Linked DNA regions of Mus musculus: all the other regions are linked to region 2. The links are chromatin contacts, called in public HiChIP or PLAC-seq and promoter capture Hi-C maps. All regions are on one chromosome and are shown on one strand. Each heading gives the region's core, a stretch centred on a gene start, on an enhancer-like site or on the middle of the called end of the contact. The rest is flanking DNA. Distances are from core to core; before and after follow the strand shown.

The links. Promoter capture Hi-C pulls out the DNA fragments that hold promoters and counts their contacts. HiChIP or PLAC-seq counts read pairs in DNA pulled down with a chosen protein or histone mark.
Region 1: an H3K4me3 HiChIP or PLAC-seq map of bone marrow-derived macrophages shows a contact between it and region 2, with 4 times the contacts expected there. The contact joins the promoter of Tyk2 here to the promoter of Rgl3 in region 2.
Region 3: a promoter capture Hi-C map of liver shows a contact between it and region 2, with 3 times the contacts expected there. The contact joins the promoter of Slc44a2 here to the promoter of Rgl3 in region 2. A contact is called at or near these places in 2 of 39 promoter capture datasets (liver and pre-B cells).

The regions. Positions count from the first base shown.
Region 1 is chr9:21,128,371-21,132,994 of GRCm38.p6, reverse strand. It overlaps Tyk2 (tyrosine kinase 2), which reads left to right and starts at 1,720. Exons shown (of 25, transcript NM_018793.2): 1 at 1,720-1,823; 2 at 4,284-4,435.
Region 2 is chr9:21,987,814-21,992,475 of GRCm38.p6, reverse strand. Rgl3 (ral guanine nucleotide dissociation stimulator-like 3) reads left to right here and starts at 3,023. Exons shown (of 19, transcript NM_023622.4): 1 at 3,023-3,111; 2 at 3,517-3,627; 3 at 4,201-4,430; 4 at 4,572-4,625. The coding sequence starts at 3,079. Ccdc151 (coiled-coil domain containing 151) reads left to right here. Exons shown (of 13, transcript NM_029939.3): 9 at 468-628; 10 at 712-868; 11 at 1,519-1,674; 12 at 1,995-2,079; 13 at 2,232-2,605. The coding sequence ends at 2,350. Gm36414 (a long non-coding RNA gene) reads right to left here and starts at 2,980. Exons shown (of 2, transcript XR_379185.4): 1 at 2,837-2,980; 2 at 1,768-1,890.
Region 3 is chr9:21,317,929-21,322,060 of GRCm38.p6, reverse strand. Slc44a2 (solute carrier family 44, member 2) reads right to left here and starts at 1,342. Exons shown (of 23, transcript NM_001359227.1): 1 at 1,210-1,342. The coding sequence starts at 1,240. It overlaps Gm39302 (predicted gene, 39302), which reads left to right and starts at 947. Exons shown (of 2, transcript NR_166671.1): 1 at 947-1,471; 2 at 3,577-3,991.

The DNA of each region.
Region 1 (4,624 bases), core at 471-2,970, 860 kb after region 2:
ATTGCTCTTCCAAAGGTCCTGAGTTCAAATCCCAGCAACCACCCATAATGAGATGACACCCTCTTCTGGTGTGTCTGAAGACAGCTACAGTGTACTCACATACACTAAATAAATAAATAAATAAATAAATAAATCTTAAAGGGGAAAAAAACAAAACAAAGTCACCATTTTGTTTCCTTTACCAGGGAGTTTCCTGGTATCGAGCACCCCAGCACTTTGTTGAGGAGAAGGGGTTATGCTCTCTGCTCTGTAACTACTTTCTGGTGAAATTAGGACTCCCTGTCACAGCCCAGGGAGGCTGGTCTGTTAGCCAGAGTAGGGGAGGAAATTAGGGCAGTGAGGCATTCACCACAAGCGTATGATTTGCCGACCCAGCTGAAGGGACAGTCTCATTTGCTGGGCGCCTGGGCTCACGTTAGTTTTTAGCAGGTCCAGGGCTTTCTGGTTTGTAGGGCTGCTTGGGTCTGGTGCGGTGTAGATCATCTCTGGAGCAGTTTGCAATCTGCTTCTGATTCATGGATGGTGTGCACCGGCCGAGTGGAACCGTACTAATATAGATCTGGACTAGGGACAAAAGTCAATGAAGTTAAAGGAAACATATTTGGAGAGCCTCGGAAATGGGCAACAGGCAGGGAGGCATAGGCTGCTGATTGACAGGAGTTCAAATCCAGGCAACCACAAGGTGGCACACATCCTTAACAAGACCTGATGCTCTCTTCCCGTGTGTCTGAAGACATCTACAGTCTTCCTACATATAACAATGAATATTTTTTTTTTTTTTTTTTTTTTTGGTTTCTCGAGACAGGATTTCTCTGTGTAGTCCTTGCTGTCCTAGAACACACTCTGTAGACCAGGCTGGCTTCAAACTCAGAGATCCGCCTGCCTCTGCCTCCCGAGTGCTGGGATTACAGGCATGTGCAACCACTGCCCGTCTTGAATAAATCTTTAAACAAAAACAAAAACTGGGTCTCATACAGCCTATGTCGTTCTCAAATCTCGCCCCAACTCAAAGTAGAGAGGATGGCATTGAACTTTTTTTTTAAAAAAATTATTTATTTTATGTATTTGAGTACACTGTCGCGTCTTCAGACACATCATTAGAGGGCATCGGATCCCATTACAGATGGTTGTGAGCCACCATGTGGTTGCTGGGAATTGAACTCAGGACCTCTGGAAGAGCAGTCAGTGTTCTTAACCTCTGAGCCATCTCTTCTGAGCTTTCTTTTCCACTCAAGTGCTGAGACTACAGGCATGTGTCTTCACACTTAATTGCAAGCACTGAGCTACAGCCTATTCACCAAAGACTGTTCAAGGAAAGCTTGGGGGGTGGGGCTTGGGATACGGTATTTTAAAAGGGGTGGTGATGGGAGAGGTTGGATGTGTAGGGATAGCACTGGGAGCCTCAAGCCTGGGTGACTCTGCAGCCGCGATACCCTGGTGTAGGCCGACGGGCAGAAGCCTAGGCAATGAGGGTTCCAGGTCCTTCGCCTACAGACCTCACTTTTCCGCCCGGCCCTGCAGCCCTCCTCTGCGTTTCCGCCCTCACCTTCGACGTCCAATCGTAGAGGCCTCCTCAGTTCCGCTTGCCACGCCAACAAATCACGACTAAAATAATCCCTCACCATCAACATTCGGAACGCCGCTGTTCTCGTACAATGACCAATAGGGATGTAGGACCGTAAACTGGGTGGGACGGACCGCAGCCAAAGGCATGCGCACTTCAGGTAGCCAATGGCAAGTGGCGCGTAGGCGGTGGACTTCCAGCGGCTCCCCGAGGCAGTGGGGCGGGGTCCAGGGTCCCAAGCCTGAGTACTCCGGAAACGGTGAGTGCAGAGGGTCCGCTGTGGGAAGCTGGCAGCGAGGAGGCTTGGGACTTGCCTGCATTAACACTGCCCCAGAGTGAGACTGGTGGGTTACCTGGAGAGTGCACAGTGCAGTTATTGCCTGGGCCAGATAGGTAGGCAAGTTTTCGGACAGTCGGTGCGGAGAGATGCAGTTTCTGCAAGTACAAACTACCTGGATTTCGTCTTCAAAGCTAAACCTGAATTTTTGAGACGATCCAGGAAGGAGGAAGGGAGTTCTCTTAAAAGCCCATGTCCCCAGGATGGCGCCCTGAACAGGAATAGATACGGTCCACAACTATTAACCGCTTACTGTGTGCCAGACGCTTTCTCTCTTGCCTTTGAGATAGACACTGGCCCCAGCCTCCTTTACAGGCAGATCTGACTGTATGTAGGTGCGCCTACAGTCACATAAATTACTAAGGCTGGTGGGCTCAAGGTTGGGCTTGCTGACCTATCTGCCTCCGAGTCCAACACTGAGGAGGCAGAGGCAGAGGGATTGCTGTGAGCTCTATTGTAAAATGCTGCCTCAAAATTAAAATTGTGTGTGTGTGATGTTGAGTATAGTGCATTATTCCTGCATTTAGAATACTGAGGCAAAAGGACCACCATGCTTTGGAGACCAGTGTGAGCTACAGTGTGAGTTCCAGGATAGCCTGGGCTACACTGTTGGACCAACATCAAAATCATAACATAAAGGATGAATGGATGTTCCCTCAGTTGGAAAAGTGCCTGCTAACATAAGGACCCAAGTTTGAATCCCAACACTCACAGAAACCGGAGTGTGGCAGCAGGCATGTCACTCCAGCACTAGGGGATGGAGACAGGAAGCTCTTAGGGGCTCCCAAGACAGCCCAGCCAGAACAGTGACCTTGGTTTAGTAATACCATGCCTCAAAAAATAAGGTAAAGGAGTAGGAGAAACGACTCAGGGTTACAGTCACTGTTAACACAGAGGACCTAGATTTAGTTCCCAGCACCCACATGGCAGCTCTCAACCATATATAACTCCAGTTCCAGGGGATCTTACCCCATCTTCTGGCCTCCATCGGTACCAGGAACATATGAGGTACAGACAAACATGTAGGCACAATGTTCACACTTATTATAAGTGTGGAAGCCAGGCAGTCATGGTGTATTCCTTTAGTCCCAGCACTTGGGAGGCAGAGGCAGGCAGATCTCTGAGGTTGAGGCCAGCCTGGTCTACAGAGTAAGTTCCAGGATATCCAGGGCTACACAGAGAAACCATGTTTGAAAAAGCATTTAAAAAGTAGAAAGTAATAGAGGAAGGACCTAATGTCCACTTCTGGCCGAAGCTGACTTTCACACTCAGGTGCACACACATGTATACACTGTGCATGCACACACATACATATGCATGTACATATTTCCCTATACACATTCATGCACTATACACACATCCATGCATCATACACACACATGTGAGATGCACACATATGCCTATACACATGCACTTGTATATATTATCTAAACACACATAATTTATGTACGTACATACATGTCATGTACACATATGCCTGCACACACATGGGTACAACAGGAATATATACACCTATAACATGCACACATGTGCACACTATGTACATGCACACACATCACCATGTTCATACGTTTTTGGTTTGTTTTTTTTTTTTTTCTGGGTTTTCTTTTTTTGTTTTGGTTTTGTTTTTTTTTTTGGTTTTTGGTTTTTCCAGACAGGGTTTCTCTGTGTAGCCCTGGCTGTCCTGGAACTCACTTTGTATACCAGGCTGGCCTTGAACTCAGAAATCTTCCTGCCTCTGCCTCCCGAGTGCTGGGATTAAAGGCGTGCGCCACCATGCCCAGCTATGTTTTGTTTTTATGAAACAGGGTTTCTTTGTGTAATCCCAGGTGTTTTGGAACTCACTGTGTAGACCAGACTGGCCTTGAACTCAGATCCACCTGCCTCTGCCCCCAGAGTGCCAGGATTAAAGGCGTATGCATGTGGAACCTTGTCCCTTAAATGTGGAGGACCCCTGTGAGTACCCCCAAGGGAGTCAGAGCAGCCCCCGTCTCCTCTTACAGGGGTGGATCTGGGGTGCTGAAGGGAAAGTGGAAGTGGTGAAGTTCATGACATAATTAAGTTATCTGTGTGTGTGTGTGTGTGTGTGTGTGTGTGTGCATGTGTGTACTTATGCAGCATAAGTGGAGGACAGCTCAGAGCATTCTGTCCTTCCATTGTGTGAGTTAAAGGCATTAAGCCCAGATTGTGAGTTTAGTCACTGGTCCCTTTACCTGCTGAGCCATCTCTGACCCCAAAATGTAGTACTGCTTTTTGGTGGTCAGGGGGTGGAGCCTAGGACATAGTGCATGCAGGAGGCATGCTGCCTGCACTCAGCTCCTCCGCATGCAGCAGATTCTCTTTGTGTCATATTTGGTTGTTGTTATTCCTGTCTTAATTCAGGTCCTGCTGACACAGTACCATGCAGGACCAGGTTGGAAGATCTTTCCGTAGCAACCGTCTCAACATCTTTTCTTCACCTGGGGAAATGGAGGACCAGAGAGGTTAAGTGCACTGCCTGAGGTCACACAGAAAGTTCCAAGACGCACTGCCAGGTCTGTTATATCAAGCCTGCCTGCCCTCAGGGACCTTGGTTCAAAGCAGATACTGATTGATTGGCTGATTGATTAACTGATTAAGACAGCATCTCAACTGTGTGACCTGAGCTGGCCTTGAACTCACAGACAGAGTTATCAGTGAAAGGCATGTACCACTGTGCTTGGCTTGATCTTATTTTATTTTTG
Region 2 (4,662 bases), core at 1,774-4,273:
TTTGTGATCAGCTGTCCAAGGTCCCTTTGCAGAAATGGGTCTAGAGCCGGTGAGATGGCTTGATGGGTAAACATGATTGCCCAAGCCTGGCAACCTGAGTGCCATCCCTGGGCCCCAAGCTGGAAAGTGAGCGCTTTCTGAAATCCACATGTGCACCTTGGCACATGCATATGCAAACGGCTGGGAGGGCTGATGGAGCTCTAGAGACACAATGTCTTTGCCCGATCTGAACTTGCTGGCACAGTCATTTTTGAATAGAGAATATTCACTGCTGTGCTGCCTTCCGCATGCAGATTTTAGCTGACTCAAATATAGGTGGGAAAGGGCATGGGGCAAAGTGCAGCCTTGGAGTAGTCGGGAGACTGACCCACACTATCCTCATACATTGTTGTGTGACAGAGAGAGGACCATAGTGTCCTCGGGGCCTCCCTTGTTCCAGGCTCTGACCAGGGATGTGTGGTCCGCAGGCGGTAGTGCGCAGGTTCCTGGCCCAGGATGAGACCTTCACACAGTTGGAGAATCTCAAGAAGGACAATGAACTGGCGTTGGCGAAGTTGAAGGAGGAGAAGCAGCGGCTCCAGAGGGAGCTGGAGAACCTCAAGTACTCGGGGGATGCTACGCTGGTGAGGTGAGGCTTCGGTGGCTGAGGGGAGGCTACGGGGACGCTGGAGTCAGCCATTGGCAGCTGCTGAACCTCCTGGCTCCCGGCAGCCAGCGGAGGCTCCACGAAGAGATGCAAAAGACATTCAAGAAGGAGGAGCAGCGTCACAATGATGTCCACGAGAGACTGGAGCACACCTCGCGAATCCTCCAGTTGGTCAAAGATTGCTTGGAGCATTTGGCCAACAAACTGAGTCACGTAAAACTGGTAGGCCCCGCCCTTTTAAATAACCCCCATTGATGCTCCGCCCCGGGGAGGCCCCACCCCAAGGAGCTCCACCCCAATGGACACTGTCCCTGGGAGGCCCCACTGCAGAACCTCTTCCACATTGAAAGCCCTAATCCATGCCTGGCAGCCCTGCCCATGTCCTCCCAGAGCGTCAGCGCAGTTGGCATAAAGATGCCACACAAGCCATAGGCTCCCAGCCCTGTCTCCTGCCCAGAATGCAAAGTTCCACACCATGCATCGCTGTCTTGGTCCTACATTCCGGGGGAAGTCCTCTTTTGCTCAGTCTCAAACTCTGACTCTAATGGGCAACCATCAGCCCAACTCAGGTGTCCCATGTCTATGGGGCGGTGCGGCCCTGGGTGAAGAAGGTCCCACTTTGTCCACAAGAGCTCCATTTCTTCAGAAAACCACCCTCACACTGGCCTAGGTCGTGTCATTAATCTCAAAGAGACCTCCATGTAGCTCAGATTCAAAGATTCCACCCTCAAGGCTAGGTTTTCATTTTAGAGGCCCTGCCCAGTAGTGGTAGACACGCACCTCAAAGCTATGAAAGCCCACTTGTTGGGTGAATCGTGTCCCCACCTAGGTGCACGGTATCTCTCAGCTAACTTGGCCCGTCCCCACCACAGGATGATACGGTATTGGCAGGAAAGAAGTTAGACCGGGACTCAGAGGACTACGCTTACAATCTGCTGGTAGTTGTCCAGGAAAAGCTGCTGAAACTGCAGGACCAACTGGAGAGCCAGGACGTGCCTGAGTTGCTGCGACACATAGCAGACCGAGAGGTTCACACACATCCTCCGCGGCCAGTGGGGACCAAGGCAGGGGGTGGGGGTGGGGGTGGGGGAGGGAGGGTCGAAAATCAGAGAGCAGACTGACATAGGAAACAGGTGCTGAATGGGCGTGAGCTTCATAACCAGAGTAGCGAAGCCTGGACTGGGTGGATCTCAGGTGGCAGGGCCTCCGAAACCAGGCAGCGAAGGGTGGGCAGTGATCTCCACCTAGAATCCGGTAGAAACTCAATGTAAGGTGCACGGAGGTGGAACAGAGCCTCACTGCCATCCCACATCTCTCTCCGGCCTCCCCCTACCCCCCCCCCCCGCAGTTCCTGGCCACGCTAGAAGGAAAGCTGCCCCTATACAACACCCGCATCCTTCTGCCCGTCGCCAGTGTCAAGGACAAGTTCTTTGGTCAGTGTGGGCCAAAGGGGGATGAATGGGAGGGGCGCGAGGTGGCCTTAAGTCAAGGCCAAGGAGGAGGTGCATGGTGTGGCGAAGGCTGGGAAGGGAAAAAGAAACGGTCCCTCACCCTCCCCATCACCCACCCCTGCCTCTCTCTGTAGATGAAGAGGAGAGTGAGGATGATGACCGTGATGTGGTGACCCGCGCTGCCTTCAAGCTCCGTTCCCAGAAGTTAATCGAAGCCCGCAGCAAGAAGCGCAATAGGTTGCGCAGATCTTAGACTCGCAGTCAAGTCCTATCGGATGCCTCCGGGACTCTAGGGAGCCCTCCGACCCTCTGGGTCCACCTACGGGTGGTGTGTGTCTGGGAGCCCCGGAGGCTCCTTCAAGGGCTTGGAGGAAGCTCAAGCAGGGAGCACCGCAGGCCAGCAGCGCCCGGAGGAGAGAAAAGGCCGAGCCAGAAGTTCCCACAGTAAATCTCTCGAGGCGGGTTGGTGCCCGCCTCGGAATCGCGCAATAAAGGTCACTGAACAACCCCCTGGGTATTCACCTCTTTTTGACCCTGCACCGCCCCCAAAAGGCTGCCCCCACAAAATGCAGGGCCACAGACACTTCGCGGCTTCTAGCCTGAGATGGCATGGCTTCCATCACCTATGGTACAGATTCAGTGTGCCCTCCTTCTCCTCCAGACATAGGAGACACCCTCGACACCTGGGATTGATCAACCCCAACCTAGTATAAAGCACTTCCCTCCCAGGGACACAGACCTGTTGTCGTGTCCCCTGCACCCATATGTCTGAGTGACAGATTGACCCGCACTTCTGGGAAGGAACGGGACTTCTAGGCTAGCCTGGGTGCGGGGATGGGGTCCGGCTGGGGACCTCTGGAATTGTGGGACCGCCTTGCCCAGCCCCGCCCCACGACTGGACGCTCGGCTGCCCCGCCCCACTGCCCGCTGGCCCTTCCGCTTCACTCAGCGGCGCCAGGGAGCAGGACGGGCACCGGGGCCATGGAGAGGACAGCGGGCAAAGAGCTGGCCCTGGTAAGAGGAAGCTGGGGATCCTCGGACCCCACGTCCCTAGTGTACCCCCAGATTCAGAAACTCCAGGCGACCGCCCCTCGTTTTCTAATCTTTCTGCAAAATGGATGTGCCTTGGAGTCCCCATTTGGGGATTCAGAGTTCCTGACCCCGTGAAGCGGCTAGTTTGGGGGATGGGGACGGGGGTCTGAGGAATCTCAGGAGGAGGTGACAGATTCTTTGTGACATTGGACTCTGGGATATCCCCAAATGATACTCCATCCACTCAAGACCTGGGAGAAGGGTATCCGTGGCGAAGACCTGGGATCCCACCCCGAGTCTTGAATACTCTGTTCGGGAAAGTGGGCCAAACATAAAGGCAGGGGGCTGAAGCCGGAGGGACTTCCCTGAGCCCGCCTCCACATCCAGGCGCCGCTGCAGGACTGGGGCGAGGAGACCGAGGATGGCGCCGTGTACAGCGTCTCCCTGCGGCGGCAGCGCAGCCAGCGCTCGACCCCAGAGAGGTCTGGAGAAGGCCAGGTGAGGAAGGGACTGAGGCGAGCAAGTGAGGGCGGACTCAGCTCAGGGGCCTGGGAGTTGGGAGGAGAGGGGGAAGCTGGAGAGCTGAGGGTGAGCCTCCCTAGAACTACGGGGCCAGGAGGAAGGGCGGAGCTAAGAGGCGACCAGGTGTGTGGAAAGGGCCTGGGGGCGGCCAGGTGACTTGGTTTGAATCCAGGAAACGGGGTGGGGCCAGGTGATAGCGCTCCCCCCAAAGGCGAAACTGACCGGCAGGGTGCAGGAAAGCAGAACGGAGGAGCGGCCAGGTGGTGATGGGTGGGACTCAGGCTTGGCCAGTGAAGCTTGGCTGCAAAACTGCCTGAAGCCTGGGGTGGCGGGGTGAGGAGGGCACAGAGGGAAGTGCTAGAGTAGTGGGGTGTCCTGCGGGGTTGATGTGAGCATTGCATGATTGGTGTATATTTAGGGAGTCTCGGAGTTTCAGAAAAGGACACAGTCACACCCCCCCAAAAAAAGTGCCAGAGATGGGTATAATTGGAAACAAGGTGCTTGGAACGCTCCTCACCTTATTTCATTCACTGCCCCACTCCCCCGCAGACCCCCATCCCGGCTACCGACACCTTCCTTCATTACCGAACCAGCAAGGTGCGGGCGCTGAGGGCCGCCCGACTGGAGCGGCTGGTGCATGAGTTGGTGTCCGGAGACCGCGAGCAGGATCCTGGCTTCGTGCCTGCCTTCCTGGCCACCCACCGGGCCTTTGTACCCACAGCCCGCGTTTTGGGTTTTCTGCTACCCCCGCCACCGCCGCCGCCACCACCTCCTGCTGGGTCAGTCATTTTCAGGAGACCCGCATGTCCCCATCCCCAGAACCCCATCTACCTGCGCACACACACATACACCTCAAATTTAGAACCGAGGTCCTAACGCCCTATAGCTCTGTTCCCATCTGATAGAGGCTTTCTTCCCAGGGTAGACAGCAAGAGGACAGAGGGACAAGATCTGAACTTCAGCAAGAACCTGAGGTCGGTTTCCATTCCCGTCCACACCCTCGACCCAAGG
Region 3 (4,132 bases), core at 93-2,592, 670 kb after region 2:
GCTCCCAGACCAAGAATCCCACACCAGAGACAGCCAGAAGCACTCAATAGTTGCACAGCAACCCAAGAGCCTGGGGCTTCAGACCTTCTAGTGGTCTGGGGGCTGGCAACTTCAAGCTGGGAGAGCCCTGAAAGGCTAGGTCTTGCTACCTTCCTTTAGGCCAGGAAGGGTGTGTCACAGCCTCTGGGACCTGTCTATTCTTTTTTTTTCCTCCCCCTGGACCGCACAGACCCAGGAAAGAGGAGGAAGGCAGAGAGCCTACTTGCTTTTCTAGTTATTTTTGAACCATTTCCGGCCCCCTCCCCAAGACTCTAGAGTCTAGCAGTTTCCAGGAAGTTCCAGTCACACAAAGTGGTATATCAGGGGGAGGGATAGAGCCCCTCTGCCAGAGTCTCAGCTATGCCTCTTAAGGCTTGTGGCCGATTTAGGCCCAAGGAACCTAAAATAGATAAGAGGAAGGAGGCTCAGAGTTCAACACCCAGTCCGTGGGAACCCGGAGTCGGGTAGGGTGAGAAATCCGCATCTTGGCCCCACCCCCAGCTCCAAGTGGCTAAGGCCACCTCAGGCCTTACTGAGGTCCGGGTCTCCTGGAACCCTTAAAATTACAGGCACCTGCAACAATCAGCACAGGCAGGGAAAGTTTCTGCATTGCTCCCCGCCTGCCCGCCTCGTCTCTGACCTTCCCTGTCGCATTAGGCACCTAATTCCAGTTATACGGGACTCTTCAGCCTTGCCTCAGTTTCCCCATCTAGTACTAAGCTTGGAGTCGCTATTCTGGATGTAAATGGCGAAGATGTGGAGGACACTTGGGTCTTAAGGAGACGGGACATGTGGCGAGGTCGGGCCCCATTCTTGCCCACACCCCAAGCTAAGATCGCCTCGCATCCCCTCCCCCGCCCATCACCTAATTCTCCCAGATAACGGGACCTCCAGGCGAGGAGCATGCGCCATAAGTCCCGGCTCATCGCTCAGGAAGGGAGTAAGCTTGAAGATCCCCGAAAAGAGACACGGGGGACAACCTGGGCTAGGGCCAAGAGCTCCGGCTGAGCCAGCGCGGGATGCAGAGGCCTGAGGACGCGGACAGAAGGGCCTTCGTACTGCCTGCAGCCACGAGTGTTTTGTTTTAAGGCTCTCAGATGTTGCCCTTCCTCAAAACCCCCTCCTTCCCAAGTCAGCACAGGCGACCTACAGGCCGGAGGCTACTCCTACCATAGACTGCGTCCTTCCGATCGTCCTCCATGGCCTCAACCGAGGAGAGCTGAGTCCGAAGCCAGCGCGACCCCAACCCAAGCGGGCGGGAGACACCGCGCGCTGCTGGCCCCGCCCTGCCCCGCCTGACACCGCCCCCAGCGCGCACGCCCAAGACAGCCCCGCCCCTTAGGGGCGTGCCCAGGGAGGGGCGTTGGGGGGCAGCCACCTTCTGGTTTCCAGTCCGCTCTCTCTGTGGACAATTAGTGTGTTGCATCTGCTGGTCAGTCATTCTTTTTGTTGTTGTTGTTTTGGGTTTTGTGGGTTTGTTTTTGTTTTGTTTTTAGACAGGGTTTCTCTGTGCAGCCCTGGATGTACCGGAACTCTGTAACACGGCTGGCCTGGAACTCAAGAGATCTGTCTGCCTCAAATACTGGGATTAAAGGTGTGCTCAACCACCGCTCAGCAAGTCATTCTTTGTCCAGGTACTGAGCGCTGACTGAGCTAGGGATGCAGAAAAAGTTGTCATGTGCTCATTCATCCTATTGGTAAGATTTTGAGAGTTTGAACACAAGTCAGAAAGGAATAAAAGAGAAGGAGTGGCATGTCCCTGGGCCTCTGGGTAGGAGGTTTACGACTTTAATCTTCCAATCCCAGCACTGGGGAGGCAGAAGCTGCAGGATCTCCTTTATTATTATTATTATTATTATTATTATTATTATTATTATTTTGAGACTGAGCCTCCCTGGGGTCCTAGCTATCCTGAAAGTTGCTATGTAGACCAGACTAAGAGAGATACCCATGCCTCTATCTCTGAGTGTGGGGTTTAAAGGTGTATGCCACCATGTCCAACCTTAAAAGGTAGTTTTGAAAAACACCTATCATTCCAGCACTTGGGAGATGAAGAAGGAGGCACAGTAGTTCCAGGCTAGCCTTAGCTACACAGGAGTTTGAGGACAGCCTGGGGTACGTGAGACCCAGTCTCAATAAACAAAAATTTTCTTTGATCAGTGGAAGGTTTGAAATGTTGACAGACATGATCTAAAATAAGTTCTAGAATAACAATGATTAGGGCTGGAGCGATGTCTCAGAGGTTAAGAGCACTGCCTGCTCTCTTCCAGATCCTGTCTTTCAGAGGACCTGAGTTCAATTCCCAGCAGCCACATGGTGGTTCACAACAATATATAATGAGATCTGGTGCCCTCTTCTGGCATGCAGGCATATATGCAAGCAGAACACTATTATATACAATAAAGAAATAAATCTTGAGAAAATAAAGAATGGTTAACCTAAGCCAGGCGTGGTGGGGCACGCCTTTGATCCCAGCACTTGGGAGGCAAAGGCAGGCAGATTTCTGAGTTCGAGGCCAGCCTGGTCTACAAAATGAGTTCCAAGACAGCCAGGGCTATACAGAGAAACCCTGTCTCGATAAAAACAGAAAGAAAAAAAAAGAAAAGAAAAGAAAAGAAAAAAAGCAACCTTAGAAGTTGCTGGGCAATGGTGGCACACACCTTTAATTCCAGCACTCTGGAGGCAGAAGCAAGCAGGCAGATTTCTGAGTTTGAGTCCAGCCTGGTCTATAAAGTGAGTTCCAGGACTGCCAGGGCTATACAGAGAAACCCTGTCTCAAAAAAAACAAAAACAAAAACAAAAACAAAAACAAAAACAAAACCGGAAAAGAGCCGGATGGTGGTGGCACACTCAGGAGGTAAAGACAAGTGGATCCCTGAGTTGGAGCCCACCCTGGTCTCCAGAGTGAGGCCTAGGACATCCAGGACTACACAGAGAAACCCTGTCTTGAAACTCCCCTCCCGCCCCCCAAAATTAAAAGAGACAGTTAAAATGGAAAATGCTTAAAATAGAGGAAGGGAAGCGGGTGTGGCTTTGTGGTAGAGCATTTGGCCTAGCATGTGTAAGGCTAGGTCTATCCCCAGCTAAGAAAAAGAAAGAAGGAGAGAAAAGGAAGAGAGGAGAGAAGAGAGGAGGAGAGGAGTCGCAAGGGTGTCTGGTAGTCTAGTTGGGAGCTCTGTGGGCCGTGGAAGGAGGCATAGAAGAACCTAGCATGGCGTGCAGGACTTCTAGGCCATCCTTGGCTATGTATATAGCTGGTTTCAGGAGAGCCTGAGCCACATAGAGCCATCCCCAAGCTCTTGATGTTGGCCTGGGGGAGGATCCAGTGTGGTTTTGGAGAGGTCACACGGGTAGTGCAAAGGTCACATCTTCTCCTGGCCTGCTGTGCTGATAACAAGTCCTGCAGCCCTTGTATCCCTTTCTGTGAAGGAACATCCCGTGTGTTTAACATTCCAGGTTGTTTCTCTGTGAGCACAAGGATCTCCATGCTCCTACATCTCCACTTGTTTTTTTTTTTTTTTTTTTTTTTCCTTACAGAGAACTTTACGACTGTAATGGAGGCCAAGGTTGAAGGCATTGCTGCGTGGCTAGTCTATTACACGCACAAGATGGTTACAAGAACACCTAACGGAATGACCAAGGATCGAGGAAGCCATCTGAACCATGATGGCCCTTCGCAGATGACTTAAGAGAGTTTTGCTTATCTCTTTATGCGGATGGACCTCTTTAATTTGATCACCAAATAGTATGAGAAAACTCTGACACATTAAAGCAACACACGCCAGGAAATTATTGATCACCAGGCCAGTGCTTGAGCCACAAATAATCTATAGTTGCTCTATTTTGTAGAACTGTGGTTCCGTTTGCCTTTCTCTTAACTAATTTCTTCTAATTTTTTTTTTGCTGTAATATCAATAGTTGTACTAATCATGCAAGCGATTTTGGAAACCTCTCTTTGTATTTCAGTCATTATTTATGGGACTGGTAATACAAAACCCCGAAACCAACCCTTAACAAAACAACATCATATGTCTACTACTATAGGCAACCTTTCTTTTTCTTTTCTTTCTTTCTTTCTTTTTTTATTTTATTT